Linked DNA regions of Mus musculus: region 2 is linked to region 1. The links are chromatin contacts, called in public Hi-C maps. All regions are on one chromosome and are shown on one strand. Each heading gives the region's core, a stretch centred on a gene start, on an enhancer-like site or on the middle of the called end of the contact. The rest is flanking DNA. Distances are from core to core; before and after follow the strand shown.

The links. Hi-C and Micro-C count contacts between places; a contact is called where the count stands out from the background.
Region 2: a contact with region 1 is called in a Hi-C map of embryonic fibroblasts, with 2.7 times the contacts expected there. The contact joins the enhancer-like site here to the promoter of Bin3 in region 1. A contact is called at or near these places in 7 of 39 promoter capture datasets (the 3T3-L1 cell line, the C10 cell line, cranial neural crest and 3 more), 3 of 484 Hi-C or Micro-C datasets (brown adipocytes, embryonic fibroblasts and myocytes), 1 of 115 datasets of contacts at active chromatin or transcription factors (pancreatic cancer cells) and 1 of 9 other capture datasets (adipose tissue).

What each region holds. Positions count from the first base shown.
Region 1 is chr14:70,097,021-70,104,086 of GRCm38.p6, reverse strand. Bin3 (bridging integrator 3) reads right to left here and starts at 3,994. Exons shown (of 9, transcript NM_021328.4): 1 at 3,891-3,994. The coding sequence starts at 3,898.
Region 2 is chr14:70,307,018-70,314,494 of GRCm38.p6, reverse strand. Slc39a14 (solute carrier family 39 (zinc transporter), member 14) reads left to right here. Exons shown (of 10, transcript NM_144808.4): 5 at 725-894; 6 at 3,520-3,639; 7 at 4,224-4,412; 8 at 4,530-4,737; 9 at 5,661-5,845. Among named protein-coding and RNA genes, the nearest start is that of Ppp3cc, 21 kb to the right of the region's middle. Within about 2 kb of position 5,679, at least 42 of the 459 cell types and tissues checked have an H3K27ac peak or open chromatin away from gene starts, as enhancers often do. A contact at or near this core is called in embryonic fibroblasts and pancreatic cancer cells, where this site is marked.

The DNA of each region.
Region 1 (7,066 bases), core at 2,745-5,244:
ACACACACAAATTGTAATAAAACTATTGGGAAGCTATCATCTAAGATGGCTTTCATGACTATATTTGTTCTCCTTTCGGAGCTTTGCAGGCTACAGCCACAATAATTTAAATCACTGCTTTTGCTATATTACCTCTTTGCTTAAAAGCCCTTAATTTTCCAAAGGCCAGGCTCAATTTCAACTCCTCAGCAGGGCACTGACAACAGTACAAAAAGTGGCTCCGAAGCTGAGTGCCAAGGCCTAACCATAGAGCTTCTGCCTGGCCAGTATGTACTGTGCTGGCCTCCCTGCCGACTGGCCGTACAGACCCCACCATGCACTCTTTCCAATCACTTTTCCCACATGCTTCTTTTCACCTGCATCTCATTCTCAGTTCTCCATGGAAACAGTAGGCACTTGCTAGGTCAAAGTTAAATTAAAATCTGCTTGGAATCATTCCTGACATCTTCCTGACATGTATTTCCAGTACTTTCCAGGCACTTGCTAAAGGCAAGTGTTGACTCTTGCAGCCTTCCAAATGTCCCTTAGCATTCGGTACCTTTGTAATGTTTAACAGCACTTAATCAACAAATATTGGTTGAATATCATCTTTGTGCGTCAGCTCCATAAAAATCAGAACTGAAAAAGGCCTTAAGGTGAAGACACCTAACTTACCAGATACCCTACCTGTGGGGTATCAATTGTTCACTTGCAAACACACTGCACACTCTGTCTGAGGAATATCAATATCTAAGAAGATTGCGAGTGAGAGAAAGCCTAAATGTCAGGAAGGGGCACACAGTCCTCACGTGGCCCAGCGGACTTCTGTGGCAGGGCATCTCCTGAGATTATCTATCTGGTCCATGTTACAGAGGGAGAAAACAAGACCTGGGAAGGCTGACCAGCCACCCTGTGAGCAACAGAACCTGGACTTGAGTGGAGTACTTGGTTTCCTAGTCCAACGTTATCTCTATTACCTTTAATTCCTTTCCTTCTCAAATGACACCTCAGCACCCCACCCCTGTCCTGTCATTTAAACCTCAGATTATGGAGGTCCATGGATCCAGGGAAAGCTATAATTCTTTGAGACAGCCGAGATTAAAGTCACTGTTCTTCTTTGGTTTTGATACAAGGTCTCACTGTGTATCTCTGATTGGTCTAGAAGTTACTTTGTAGACCAGTTTGGCCTTAATCCCTGGTGCTAGAATTAAAGGTGTGTACCACCATGCCCGGCAATTACCTTTAGTTGTAGTTCATTTTCACAACATACTGCACTGAATACACAGTTATGCAGAAACAGGTGGAGCAGGGGTGAGGACAAAGTGGGGAGCGTGTGATTTGGGGCCAAGAGGTGGACTAGTGCTCTGAGAGGCAAATATCCAATGCTTCCTTCCAAATCGGGCAGACCACTGAGTTGCCTTGCTGGAAGGCTAATGGGTAGGTGGGTGGTGGTAGTGCAGGTACTCACTAAATAAACAGGGGTTATGCAGGCTGCCTGCACAGTGAAAGAAACAAACAAAGACCTCTTACTCTTCCTGCAAAGTCCACAGTGTGCAAAGGGCATCAATATTGGACATTTCTCACTGTGACATTTTGAAAGGACAGCCTAGTCCAGAACAATGGATACCCTTTGGGCACCACGGACCACAGCAGCCTCAGGCCTTATTTAACTAGGCTTGGCCTAGTCCATGTACTTGGTGAACTTGACCTTGGGCATCAGCCTCCCATGATGGCTCTACGTCACTCTGGTCTCTTCCCCTAGTGAAAATTCCAATCTCAGATGAATGGATGGATTCATTCTGGGAGCAGAAAAACCACGCTGCGAGTGAGTCAGAAGGACCCAACTCTCGTTCCCCTGCCAGCCATTGAGCTAGGAACTGAGTGCGATTGTGTGCCCAGGCACGGGCGTTGGTCCCCTCTCTGGGAGAGAGGGTCAGGGTCCACGCAAGAGATGACGTAGAAGCCCTCGAAGCAGGAAGAGAAATGGATCTCTTCCTTCAGGGACAAAGCCATGCTTTTGGTTGTGACCCTCCGTCCAAAGAGGCACTAAGATGTGCTTGTACTGGCCAAGTAGTTCATGACAACCTCAGCCCTGTTAGTGGCTGCCAATTCCAAGTCTCTCCAACCTGATGGGCTTTGTTGGAAAATGGTTTGGAAAAAAAAATGCTAGTTTTCAAGAAAAGGAGGAGGAAGAGGAGGAGAAGGAAGAAGAGGAGGAGGAAGAGGAGGAGGAGCCCATTCAGAGAACCAACACCTCTAGTGGCCTCTGTTCCACTTATTCTATTTTTTTTTTTTAAAATAGAAATGTCAGTCTAAACGGAAAGCACCTATACTTTCTTTTTTATTTTTAAAAATTAGGCAAGAGAGATTCAAAGATTCAAGGTGCATAAACCAAGATGACTTCTAGCATCATGAAGCTGGAGGTACACAGACTGATGCTTAAAAGAAACGACTCTGCTTCAGGAGATTTCCCTTTAGCAAAGGGAACTGAGGAAGTGCCCCTTGACCTGTCACTAGCTAAGCTGTAACAAGATGGGGAAGTTAGCTTTTAGGGGTTCCAGCTTTCTGTGGGCCTCTTGGAGGAAGAGGTTGAGGGGAAATGAGTATCTCCTGCTGAGGCTTATTAGAGCTTCGCGGGTGTGTGTGTGTGTGTGTGTGTGTGTGTGTTCTGTTCCCTGCTTCTCCAGCTGTCTGACATTTGTCCACCAATTAACCTCAGTCTGAGAAGCAGGTGGAGGAAGGGGCAGAAGTGGTTTACACTGTACATTAGAAAGCTATCCTTGACATTGACTGACATTAGCTGCTTGTGGCGAAAGCTTGGTCTCCACTGGTGGTCAAGTGTGAAAGCCTTCTCAGAGGGTGTCTAGCTAATTTCATTCATTCATAGCTGATTATCATGCACTTATTTTGCATAACAGACTGGGCTCTGAGCAAGTCCAGCCCCCTACATTAATGCACCTTGGGATCTAAAGAGGGCTGATTAATCTCATACTTCCTTGGAGGCCAATTTATTCATACAAATGCATTGTAAACAGTTAGGAGTTTGAGTGGGGACCATGGACACACAGGCTCTTGGGCCTAATGGTAAAGACATTGACAGCCTTTAAAGAAGCCCTAGGAAGACAGAAAATTTATGACTTTTCATCTGCACGTAAAAACAAAAACAAAAACCCCAGAGCAACAATTAAGGACCAGCTTTTGGGGAAAGAGGACCTTCCACATTAGGCTAATCACAAACAGGAAGTATCCACCGTGAGCTCCCCCCACCCCCATCTGCAGCTGTGACATTCCAGCTCTATGGCTCCTTGGTTTGACGATCCCCATAAAGTTTAAGCTATGTCTATCTTAGAGAGAGGGCAGTGGGGTCACAGCCCTGGAAAGATTCAAACAGTCCAATCACACATTAAATGTGTGTGTGTGTGTGTGTGTGTGTGTGTGTGTGTGTGGTGCAATTCTGATCCTTCCCATGTGAGAATCAACTTTTACATTTTTAAAAAGAATTTCGTCTTTTGAGGCACTGTTAGGTGATGTTATTCCAGTTGTCTGAAAGCAGCTGGATTTTGGTCACAGAACTGTGCCTAGTCTGCCTCAATGAGCAACACAGCTCCGGAGCAGATAAGCGCGGTGTAGAGATGCCCACGGGAGCGAAGGAGGACACTGACTCCACCTCAATGGATAGCTGAGAGAAGAGGGAAGAGGGACTCCTCACGCCAAGGAGGTGAAAGGAAATGCGATGGGAGAAAGGGCAGGCAACAGGGATCAGACGCGGGTCCAAGGCTAAGGGATCCTCCTCGGGAGTCTGGCCGAGAGATGGAGCCTCCGGGAGAGCACCGAGGAGGCTCCCGGAACCGCTTAGGAGCAGGGCTGTCGGGCCGCCCTGGCTCCAGCCGACGCCACCCGGCCTCACTCACCAGCTCATGGTCCTAAACCCACGCCGACTGCCGGGGTCCTCGGTAGAAAAGTAGGTTCTCGAGGATCACTTCCGGATTCGGCCAGTCTCCAGGAAGTGATGAGGGACACGCCCCCTTATGCCCGGAAGAGGCGGGAGGGAGGCGGGCCCACGCGTTAACACTTTGTTCTCTTGTTGTTTGAGGCGGACTTTCTTTGCGGGACGTGGTTGCGCTCCGGCCCTGCTTTTAAGGCTCTGTGCGTAGAACCCATCACGGGCTGCAGTTTCTGTCTGATATGGGGTTTCTAACTCGGAGACACAAGCGGCGACAGGGGAAGGAGCTAGAGGAGACACAGTAGACGGGAAGCTTGCGCTTTGCTCTACACACTTTCGTATTGAAAATGTTGCATGTCTCACCTACATCACCTGGGTCCCCTCCCCCCTCTTCAAGAAGGTTCGGGGTTCGAATGGAAACAGAGTTAAGTGCTTTTCAGGGTGGACTAGTCTGTGAAGCTATTCAATGAGGGAAGATTCAGAAAGCCCGGTGTGATGACAGACAGGTATCTGCAATCCCCGAATTCTGGAGGTTGAGGCAGGGAGAGGTCATGAGTTCGAGGCTAATGTTGACAACATGGCCCATCTGGGCTTCACAATCAATCCAGTCTTAAGAGAAAACAATACACCAAAGCCTAGCAAACAAAACAACAACAACAGGAGTAGAAGGCCTCGGCAATGTTAGGAAAAATCCTAACAAGTTGCTGGACAGGCTGTTAGGGGCCCCTGGAGCTGTGCATGGGGTTTTAGAAGAATAAGATCTAAGCAAACAGCTTGCATTGGGCCTCAGAATTCAGAGCCCCAGTGTACCACAAACTACCTAGAGTTATACGCTGAACCGAGTTTCTCTGCCCAAGTTCCTGCTTTAGAAGCCAGAAACTCAAGCAGAGAGAACCGTTCCAATCCTCTCTCCTGACCTCTCTAGGACTTCGCTTTCTTCAAATGTACCTGGAGGGTTGTAGGCACAGCCAGGGGAGCAGCTAAGTCCCTATGACCTAGAGCAGAGGTATATACAACGTGTCCCAAATTCCCAGGGCCCAGGGGCTCAGAGGAGGAGGAACAAGGGATGGCTTTTAGTTTTAAAAAGGCTTTCCAATAGGAGGTGGCTCCCTCAAGACATGTCACAGACCATCACCATGCTATTTCTTCAGGAAATAAGTAAGCAGGAGCAAAGGAGTGGTCTTGAAGAGAATAGAAGACCCAGAATCCTTGACAAACAGCTGAGGCAGAGAGCATGGGTTGGGAGAGTCTTGCAGCTTTGTATGGGGTGAGATGAATGGAAACACTGTGTGATTGTGAGTCTCTTGGTGTTCCAGCACTTGTGGATGGCTCTGCCCCATTTCCCCCTGCCCCATACTCAGCCTCCCTCAGACATCGTCTGTGGTGAGCAATATTTTCAAAAGTTCTAGCCTAGGACTGTGTATATCGAGAGAAGTCTGTTTGGGGGCTGTTGGTTGGAGTAGCTGACACATTTTGCAGGACAAGAATGGATGAGATCTGGACCAAGGGAAGAACTCAGGGCTCTAGTCCCATCTTTGGCAGCATGATCAATTTCACAAAAATCATGTCCCTTCTCTGGGCCTTGACTCCTCATCTATCAGAAGTGGGGATGGATAATACTGCTGATGAATCCCCTCTCAGTCAATTTCCAAGTGCACTGTTATATTAGTTCTCAACCTCCCTAGAGCTTCAACCCTTTAATATAGTTCCTCACGTTTTGGTGACCCCCAACCATAAAATTATCTTTGTTGCTATTTCAAAACTGTAATTTTGCTACTGTTATGAATTGTAATGTGAATGTCTGATGTGCAGGACCTGTAAACGGGTCATGACCCATCATAGCTTGAGAACCACTGATCTAGAGGCTCTTGGGAAATGGGACAGAGAAGAAAGACCTTGGAACAGAGAGGCAAGCCCAGAGAAACGAGCAGGTCTGAGCAATTGTTGATGTCTGAGGGTGAAGCTAAATCTGAATCTTCAGGGAGAGCTGAGGCCTAACTGGGGCTGTTTGTTTATTGCCCACCTCAGACTTTAACATAATCAGCAGGGTCTTCTAGGATACTGGGGAGAATGCTGGCTTCCTAGGGTTTGCCTGGGAAGTGTCTGGAGGTCTCTGAGGTTAACATAGCCTTCCTTCCTTTCAGCAAGTAGGGCCTTAGGTTTAGGGTTGTGTATACCTTGAAGCTTCTCTCTGTGAACTTCCCTGTGAGGTAGCATGCACACATCTAGCATACATGGTCTGCAGGACTGGAAGCTATATCTTGCCTTTCTATAACCAAAGGGCAGTACAATGCAGGCTGATCATGCCTCTTTGGGGATGGAAAGGAACAGGGTCAGTTTAGAAGTAGAGGCTGGGAGTTGGAAGGGCTTCAGGTAGAGGTGATGCTCCCGACTGCAAGCCTAGTTAGTAATCATTGCTTCTTCCCCAGATGGCAGATGGCAGGGGTCTATTTGATGAACAAAGCTATTGAAGAACTGATCTACTGTTCCCCTGACCTCTTCCCCAGAGTCTTTAACTCAGAAACTTATGCACAAATGCTCCCCATGGGGCCTTGTCTCAGAATATGTTACATCTTGCTTTGTCCCAGGCTTTCCCATATGAAGTTTAGGGCTGGCTAACTCTTTCAGGAAGCCCTGAGAGGCTCCTGAAATAGACCAAGATCCAGACTTTCAATGTTCTCCATGGATTCCTCGTCTTGCTTCACCATGCTTTTCACTTGCTTAGAAGGGTACCACTAAATCAGGGTTCCCTGAGAATTCAAGAGCCAAGGGCATGGAATGGCAAGCAAAGGTGGCAGAAGACAAAGGTGTCAGAGTAAAAATTTATGGAGGATGGGAGGCCCACATTGACTACTTAAAAGTCAGAGTGAAGGGTCATATCTGAAACCAGGCTGACAAACAACAATATGGACTAGGAATACCCACTAGGCCTTGACTCTGCTTCCAAGGGGTTGAGAGCTACTACTTTCTTCCAATGGGCTTTATCTTCCTTGACCACAATGTAAAGACTCCAGTCTAAATCAGGTTTGACAAATGAGTGTCACACCATATGCCAATTTTGATTGTTTATTATTAGCTGCCTTGAATACTATATTGAGGATTCTGGAGACTCACTCTGTGAGTCTGGTGAAGACATACAGTGAT
Region 2 (7,477 bases), core at 4,430-6,929, 210 kb before region 1:
ACTGTCTCCTCACAACCCAGAGTGTGTCACTTTGGAAAATGCATTTGAAATTAATTTTTATAACGAGTTGGTCTTGGAACTCTGCTTTCTACCCCAGATCTCTCAAAGCAAATGGGAACACACATAGCTGCTCAGAGACTGAATCTGACAGGCAGCCTGCTCTGTGACCCTCCCGTCCTGTACGCAACTTTGTTGTTTCTTGCACAAACCGAATGATCCTTGGGTAGTGTCACACTCGCCACTGTGATGTGGCTTAAATAGGCACAAGTAGAGCCAACGACACACCAAACCTTCTCTTCCCACTCGCTCTGGTGTCCTGTTAAAAGACCTTGAGTCCTAAGTCTGCACCGGGCCCGAGCACGTGCTGAATGCGTGCATGCGATGAGGCAGTAGCCTGCCCTGTTTGCCAGTCACACCAGCTGGCAGGTATGACTCAGGGCACCTTGGGAGCAGGGGCAGTAGTCACAGGGTTCCGAGACCACCTCAAATTCCTCCTCATACCTCCTGCACTGATTGAAGGAAATTGCATCAGACCCAAATCACTAACAAATCTCCTATTTCTCTCTCTCTCTTTCTCTCTCTCTCTCTCTCCCTCCCTCTCTCTCTCTCTCTCTCCATCTCTGGTCTTTCTTTTTGGGTTCCTTTGTTCATACCCACAATTCTCCTGTCCACCTCCTTCCCGTCCTGGTGGTTGCCTTGCTCCCTGTCCTGGGTGGGCTGGCAGTATGGGGGTACGGTTTCCTCTGCGTTACCGTCATCTCCCTCTGCTCCCTCATGGGGGCCAGCGTGGTGCCCTTCATGAAGAAGACTTTTTACAAGAGGCTCCTGCTCTACTTCATAGCCTTGGCGATTGGAACCCTCTACTCCAACGCCCTCTTCCAGCTCATCCCAGAGGTATGACAAGCTGCAGCGCTCTCACCAGAGCACCCCTGTCAGCGAGGGGCAGTAGGCACAGTGGGGGGAGCCTCTATGTACATGGAAGTTACAGGGACTGGCCCCCAAGACTCCTTTGTTTGGAAAGGAAAGCTAGGACCAAGCTAGGCAAGATTTAAGGGCTAGGTTAAAATCCCATCCTTAACCAGACCCCACACATGGACGAGCCATTCACTTCTGTTCTTTGTATAAGATGAGAAACAATAGGATGACTCTCAAAGGCATATGGGTGCCTCCCAAAGGCTGGGACCGTAGAGTGAAACGCCAATGAAACTTGGCACTGAAAAGATGGCTCAGCTGGTTCGATTCGCAGTACCCACAGGGAGCTTACAAACTCTAACTCCAGTTCCAGATAGTCTCATGCCCTTTTGTGGCCTCTGCAGGTACCAGGTGTGTGTCCGCGACCACACACACACACACACACACACACACACACACACACAGTGCACACATGTACATGCAGGCAAAACACACTTACACATAGGTGGAAGACAAGCAACCTCGAATAGCTCTGACCCTCAGTGTGGGGCTTTAATTTAGAGAAGCAAACCACAGCGAAACCCCCAGTTCTCAGTAAAAACCCAGCTCTTTGGTAGGGAGTTTGAGGGCAAAGGAAATCCAGAGGAAGCAGGACATTTGTGGTACCTTCACGGTGGGTGACCTTCCACGGGAGAGAAGGGAGCCACTGTTTTGAAGCCTGCGTGATTTAGAGAGTATGTTCAGTGGACCTGCTAATTATAATAAGCACAATGCATTTCACTGCGGGTGGTCTGACAAGCCTGAGCAAAGGCAAGGGCCAGTCTCACATGCTTCTGAGAACACTGTTTTCTACAGTATTGTTTTGTGTTCTAGGTGGAGCAATTGTGATGTCTGTTAAATGAATCATGTCTCTCCCTGCTCCCACGCCCCCTACCCCCCAAAAAAGTCTGACCTGCATGAGTGGCCACTACCCTAAGCTTAGGTCTAATGAGTCCTGTGCTCTTGAGTCCCGCCTCACCTACTGGCTCGTCCTTCACTTTTTCCCAGGGTGCACCTCTTCTCCAGAAGAGCTGGCCTGCAAGCAGGGTTTCTTTAACATTTGCCCTCCTGGTCTCTTAGAGGCCGAGGCTAGAGCAGCCCTCTAAGGCGCGTGCTGCCTTAAACTGCAGGAAGAGAAATGTTTGCCCTTGAAGTCACTTGGGGTTCTCCTTCAGGAGGGTTAGCTCTTGTCTCTGTCCTGTTCCCAAGAGACCTGGAGTATATTTTTGGAGATAGCCTCACCTCATGGGTTTAGACTTGCTGTCTTCCTGCCTCCGTCTCCCAAGTACTGGGAATTGAGCCTGTTTTCTGTTAGAAACGACACAAACAGGTCATTGGATACTTGGCACCATAAACCAGGAGCCAGACTTAGGACAGCTCTCTGGCTACTCCCACCTTCTTTTACCCTTCCTTACTTAAGTGAAATTTCCAGAAAGAACTCAGAGCAGCATACCCCCCAGTCCATTCTTTTCAAAAATATTTTTATTTTGTTCTAGAGAAATGGAACCTTTGCTGGGCAGGCTGGCCTTAGAGTCCTGGGGTCCTCCCACCTCCTCCTCCTGAGTTTGGGAAACTGCAGGCTTGTGGAACTAGGCCTGGCTTTTATCCACCCCAAGATGCCTGCAGGGACAGAGCCTGCTTTTTTTGGTTTGTGGTCCTTTCAAGATTCTGTGGTCAGGACGATGCTGCAATTCTTGCTGTGGAACTAGAATGGATTTTCTCCTTTTAGCAATCGTAACTAAGCCACTTCCCGTTGTGTTTACGGGCAGATGAACCGAGGACAGTAGATGAGGCAAAAATAAACGCAGGTGGCCTCCCTTTATACGTGGAATTTGCTGACTAAGTGCTTTTGTGGCTAAGCACTAACAGAGATTAAGACAGCGTCCTCATTAAAAGGAGACAACCACCTTTTAATCCCCAGATCTGGGGAGGTAGAGGCAGGCTGACCTCTGTGAGTCTGAGGACAGCTTGGTCTATGTAGTGAGACCTAGTCAAAAAGAAAAGAAAAAGAAAGCAAGCAAGCCAAGTGGCCATGGTAGTTCCTGCCTATCATGCGACCCAGAATGCTTGCCGCTCTTCCCGCTCTTCCCGAGGCCCAGGGTTTGGCTCCCAGCGTGCACATGGCTCCCGGGTGGGTGCCTACAGCTCCAGGTTCAGGTGAACTGGCACCCTCCTCTGGCCTCCTCAGCCACCTACATGCATATTTGCAAACGCACACATTCACGTACACATAAATAAAAGTTAAGTAAATGTAAAATACATATAATAAAACCCTAAGAGCTGGAGATGTAGCTTAGTGGTAAGGTGATTGCCTAGCAAACCCAAGGTCCTGGATCCAAATGCCCAGGATCAGAAAAGCCTAAAGACAGCCTGCCTTTTGTATCCAAAGAGAATATGCAGGCACCAGGCTAGTGCTGGCGAGTCAGGGGAATGCAGAGGCTAGGTTTCTGCTGGCCGGAGAATGGGCAGCCAGCAGACTGCCCGTCTCCCAGAGTGGAGAGTGGTAAGCAGATGAGAGCCGCTGAAGGCTTATGTTTGTAAACTCATTCTGTTTTCCTGCGCCCACAGGCTTTTGGCTTCAACCCTCAGGACAATTACGTCTCCAAGTCTGCAGTGGTGTTTGGGGGTTTCTACCTTTTCTTTTTCACAGAAAAGATCCTGAAGATGCTCTTGAAGCAGAAAAACGAGGTGAGGCCCAGTTGTTAATGATGACCTATCCAGTGGAAAACCCTAACCTCGAAAACAAAAGTGCTGACGTGGGTCGGTGGGGTGTAGCAGCGCGTGACGGCGCTTGCAGAGCAAGCCTGGCATTCTCTCTATAGAGGACAGTAAAGAGGTTTGGTTACAAGCATCCAGGAACAGCTCTGACTGGTGTAGCTCCTGTATAAGAGGCCTCCTGTCGCTGGCATGGGGTCACTGCCTGTTAGAGTTGAATGAAGTGGCCATCTTAAAAGAGCAACCTAAGAACTTAGAGTAGTGGTCACCTCACTGGATTGGGTGACAGCAGGAGACTTCTTTGCCTACTAGAAAGTCCCTGTCTTTGTATGTGTTGCCACCGGCTATACCAATTTCTCTACGTCCCTGTGTGTGACCTGCTCAGTTTCCTTGGATATAGGAATAAGCTCTTCCCCAGCCTTGGCGTGCTTCCTCCAAGTGGTGGGCGCCGGGCTGGGCTGGGCTGGGCTGGGCTGGGCTGGGCTGGGCTGGGCTGGGCTGGGCTGGGCTGGGCTGGCAGTTTTGATCAGTAACACTGCTCACTCTTCCTACCCTAGCACCATCACGGGCATAACCATTTTACCTCCGAGACACTTCCTTCCAAGAAGGACCAGGAGGAGGGTGTGACCGAGAAGCTACAGAACGGGGACCTGGATCACATGATCCCTCAGCACTGCAACAGCGAGCTGGATGGCAAGGCGCCTGGCACGGACGAGAAGGTCATTGTCAACTCCATGTCTGTGCAGGTCAGCAGCCCTGAGTGCCCCCGGGGAAGCCTCGACACAGAAGCCACGCCTTTGTGAGTCAGGCTCTCCGGAGGTCACTCTGTAACCTGAAGTCCACTGGTGTGTCCTTTCTCATAGGACCTGCAGGCATCCCAGAGTGCTTGCTACTGGCTCAAGGGGGTCCGCTACTCTGATATCGGGACCTTGGCCTGGATGATCACCCTGAGCGATGGGCTCCACAATTTCATCGATGGCCTGGCTATTGGTGCCTCCTTCACTGTGTCTGTCTTCCAAGGCATCAGCACGTCAGTGGCCATTCTCTGTGAGGAATTCCCTCATGAGCTGGGTGAGTGCTTAGTCCCTGTCCCCGTGTTCCAGCTGTCTCAGTTTTTGTCTGAGACACCGAGACACCCTTCTTGCATCACATCCCTGCTGCTCCTCCCACCTCCACCACAGCACTCACTGAATTAACGCCCTGTCTCGCTAACTCTGGAATTATAACAGTGGAGCATAGCTTAGAACTATAGAGGTTCTTACAGGGAGATTTTTATCCCATGAGCCCTGTGTCCTGTGGCTTAATTTTCCCACCTGTATAGCATGATTAATACCTACACCTGCCTTTTAGAATCATCAAGGGGATTATAGGCAAACAAATGTTGAAAAGGACTTGCCAGGTGCCACACAGTATTGTGGCTACTCAGTAAAGATCCCCTCTTTATGTCCTGCATCCTGTAGAAGCTAGAAAGCATGTCATGTGAATGAAGCAGAAAAGCCAGCGCCTAGGGGTGCGTGTAGTTTTATCAAGGGAGTCTAAGAAGCCATGACTCAGGACCCAGTGACAACACGGGCTCCTAACTTTGGCATTTATTGGCTTGAGCACTAATTTCTCCCTCTCTCAAGTCTGGTCCTGACCGTGCCATCCGTTAGGAGACAGGGAGCTATTTTCATTTCACCATCAGTCAAAAAAGAAGTGAGGATGTTGCTGGTTGGTTATAGACATTTAAAGTCCTGTGGATTATTTTCAGCCTCTGTGTGGGGAGCGATGAGGCCGGTGCTGGTTGCTTATGTTCTTCCAGAAGTCTATGAGGGCTTTGCAGCCTCTGTGCTGCGAGGTCATGGCCAGGATTGGAAGATGGGTGTGCCTTTATCCCAATACCACCTGAGAATGAGATTTTCACCCGCACATGCTTCACCCGTAGCTGAAGCAGTCCCATTCATTAGTGTCGTGCGTCCTGACTCAGCCCGCTTCCTGTTCTCATGCCATTGCAGGAGACTTCGTCATCCTGCTCAATGCTGGCATGAGCATCCAGCAGGCTCTCTTCTTCAACTTCCTCTCTGCCTGCTGCTGCTATTTGGGTCTGGCCTTTGGCATCCTGGCTGGCAGCCACTTCTCTGCAAACTGGATTTTTGCACTGGCTGGAGGAATGTTCTTGTATATTGCCCTAGCCGATATGGTAAGTGCTGTGGTTTCTGGTTGCCTCTTGGACAGGAGGGCAGCTAAAGGCCACACGTTCGGGTGTGTTTGGTTTTTAATTCTTTACATTGATATGTGTGTAGATGCGTGATAATTCTCATGGGAAACAACTTGTGGGACTTGGTTCTCTTTATGTCATGGGTTCCTAAGATGGGACTAGGCACCTAATGCTCTGTCACACGGAGCCATCTTGTCAGCCCAAGATTTTGTTTTTTGTATTGGCTTTATTGAAGTCTCTTTCACACTCAACCCAATTCACTGATTTTAAGAAGTAACAATTCAGGGTTAGAGAGATGGCTCAGCTGTTAAGAGCACTGGCTGCTCTTGAAGAGAACCCAGGTTTGATTCCTAGCTACAGTCCCAGGGGATCCTACTTCTTGTGTTCCACAAGGGCCCAAGCATCCATGTGGTACACAGACATACAGGCAGCTAAAGCACCTACATATAGCATACACGCATCGAATAAATTTTTTAAATCTAAAATGATATAATAATCTGACCTTTTCAATGCAGCATTCGGGGTTTTTGTTTGGGTTTGCATGAGACAAGAGTCTCACTCTGTAGCCCAGGCTGGTCTCAAAGTCATTGCAGCCCTGCCCCTACCCACCAGATGTTGGGCAGACAGGTGTAAACTACTATACCCAGAAGTCATTGGGTTTTAAAGGGAGAACTTTGGTCTCTCTATTAGCATTTCACTATAGAAAATTGACCATACTCAGGCTAGGGTCCTTATTTCAGTTTGATGGAAAAGGTGTGCTGTGTAGACAGAAAGAAAAGAGGGAGTGAGAAAGAAAAGGCATCACTTAGACTTTTGTCTACCACAAGTTAATGGTAACCTTATGGATGTCCTTTTAAGTTTTAATTAATAAGTTCATATATAAGTGCTGTATTTATATCATTTACCTCCCCCCAACTCCTGTGGCCCCCACCACCACCTTGCTCCCTCTCAAATGCACAGTCTTTTCTCTCTAATTATTATTGAGAGATATAAGAATACACATATAGGGCTGGCAAGATGGCTCAGCAAGTAAGAGCACTAACTGCTCTTCTGAAGGTCCTGAGTTCAAATCCCAGCAACCACATGGTGGCTCACAACCACCTGTAATGAGACCTGACGCCCTTTTCTGGTGTGTCTGAAGACAGCTACGGTGACTTATGTAATATAATATAATAATATAATATAATAATAATAATAAGTAAACCTTAGGGTCAGAGCAAGCAGGGACTGAGTGAGCGGAGTTGACCAGAATGAGCAGAGGTCCTAAAAAATTCAATTCCCGACAACCACATGAAGGCTCACATCCATCTGTACAGCTACAGTGTACTCATATACATGAAGTAAATAATAATAAAAATCTTTTAAAAAAAAGAATGCACATACACACACACATATATATAATATACAAACTTCCAAGTCCATTTGATGTTGCTCGTCTGTACATATGTACTGGATTCCCAATCAGGGAGCTTATCCCTGAGGAAGACTGGCTTCTCTGCATCTGAGTAGTCACTAACTAATTGTCTATAACTCTTCATTTAGGGGCGGGGCTTTGTGAGGTTTCCCCAGCCCACGCTGACACATCATCTGGTGTCTGCATTGTTTGGGTCTTGT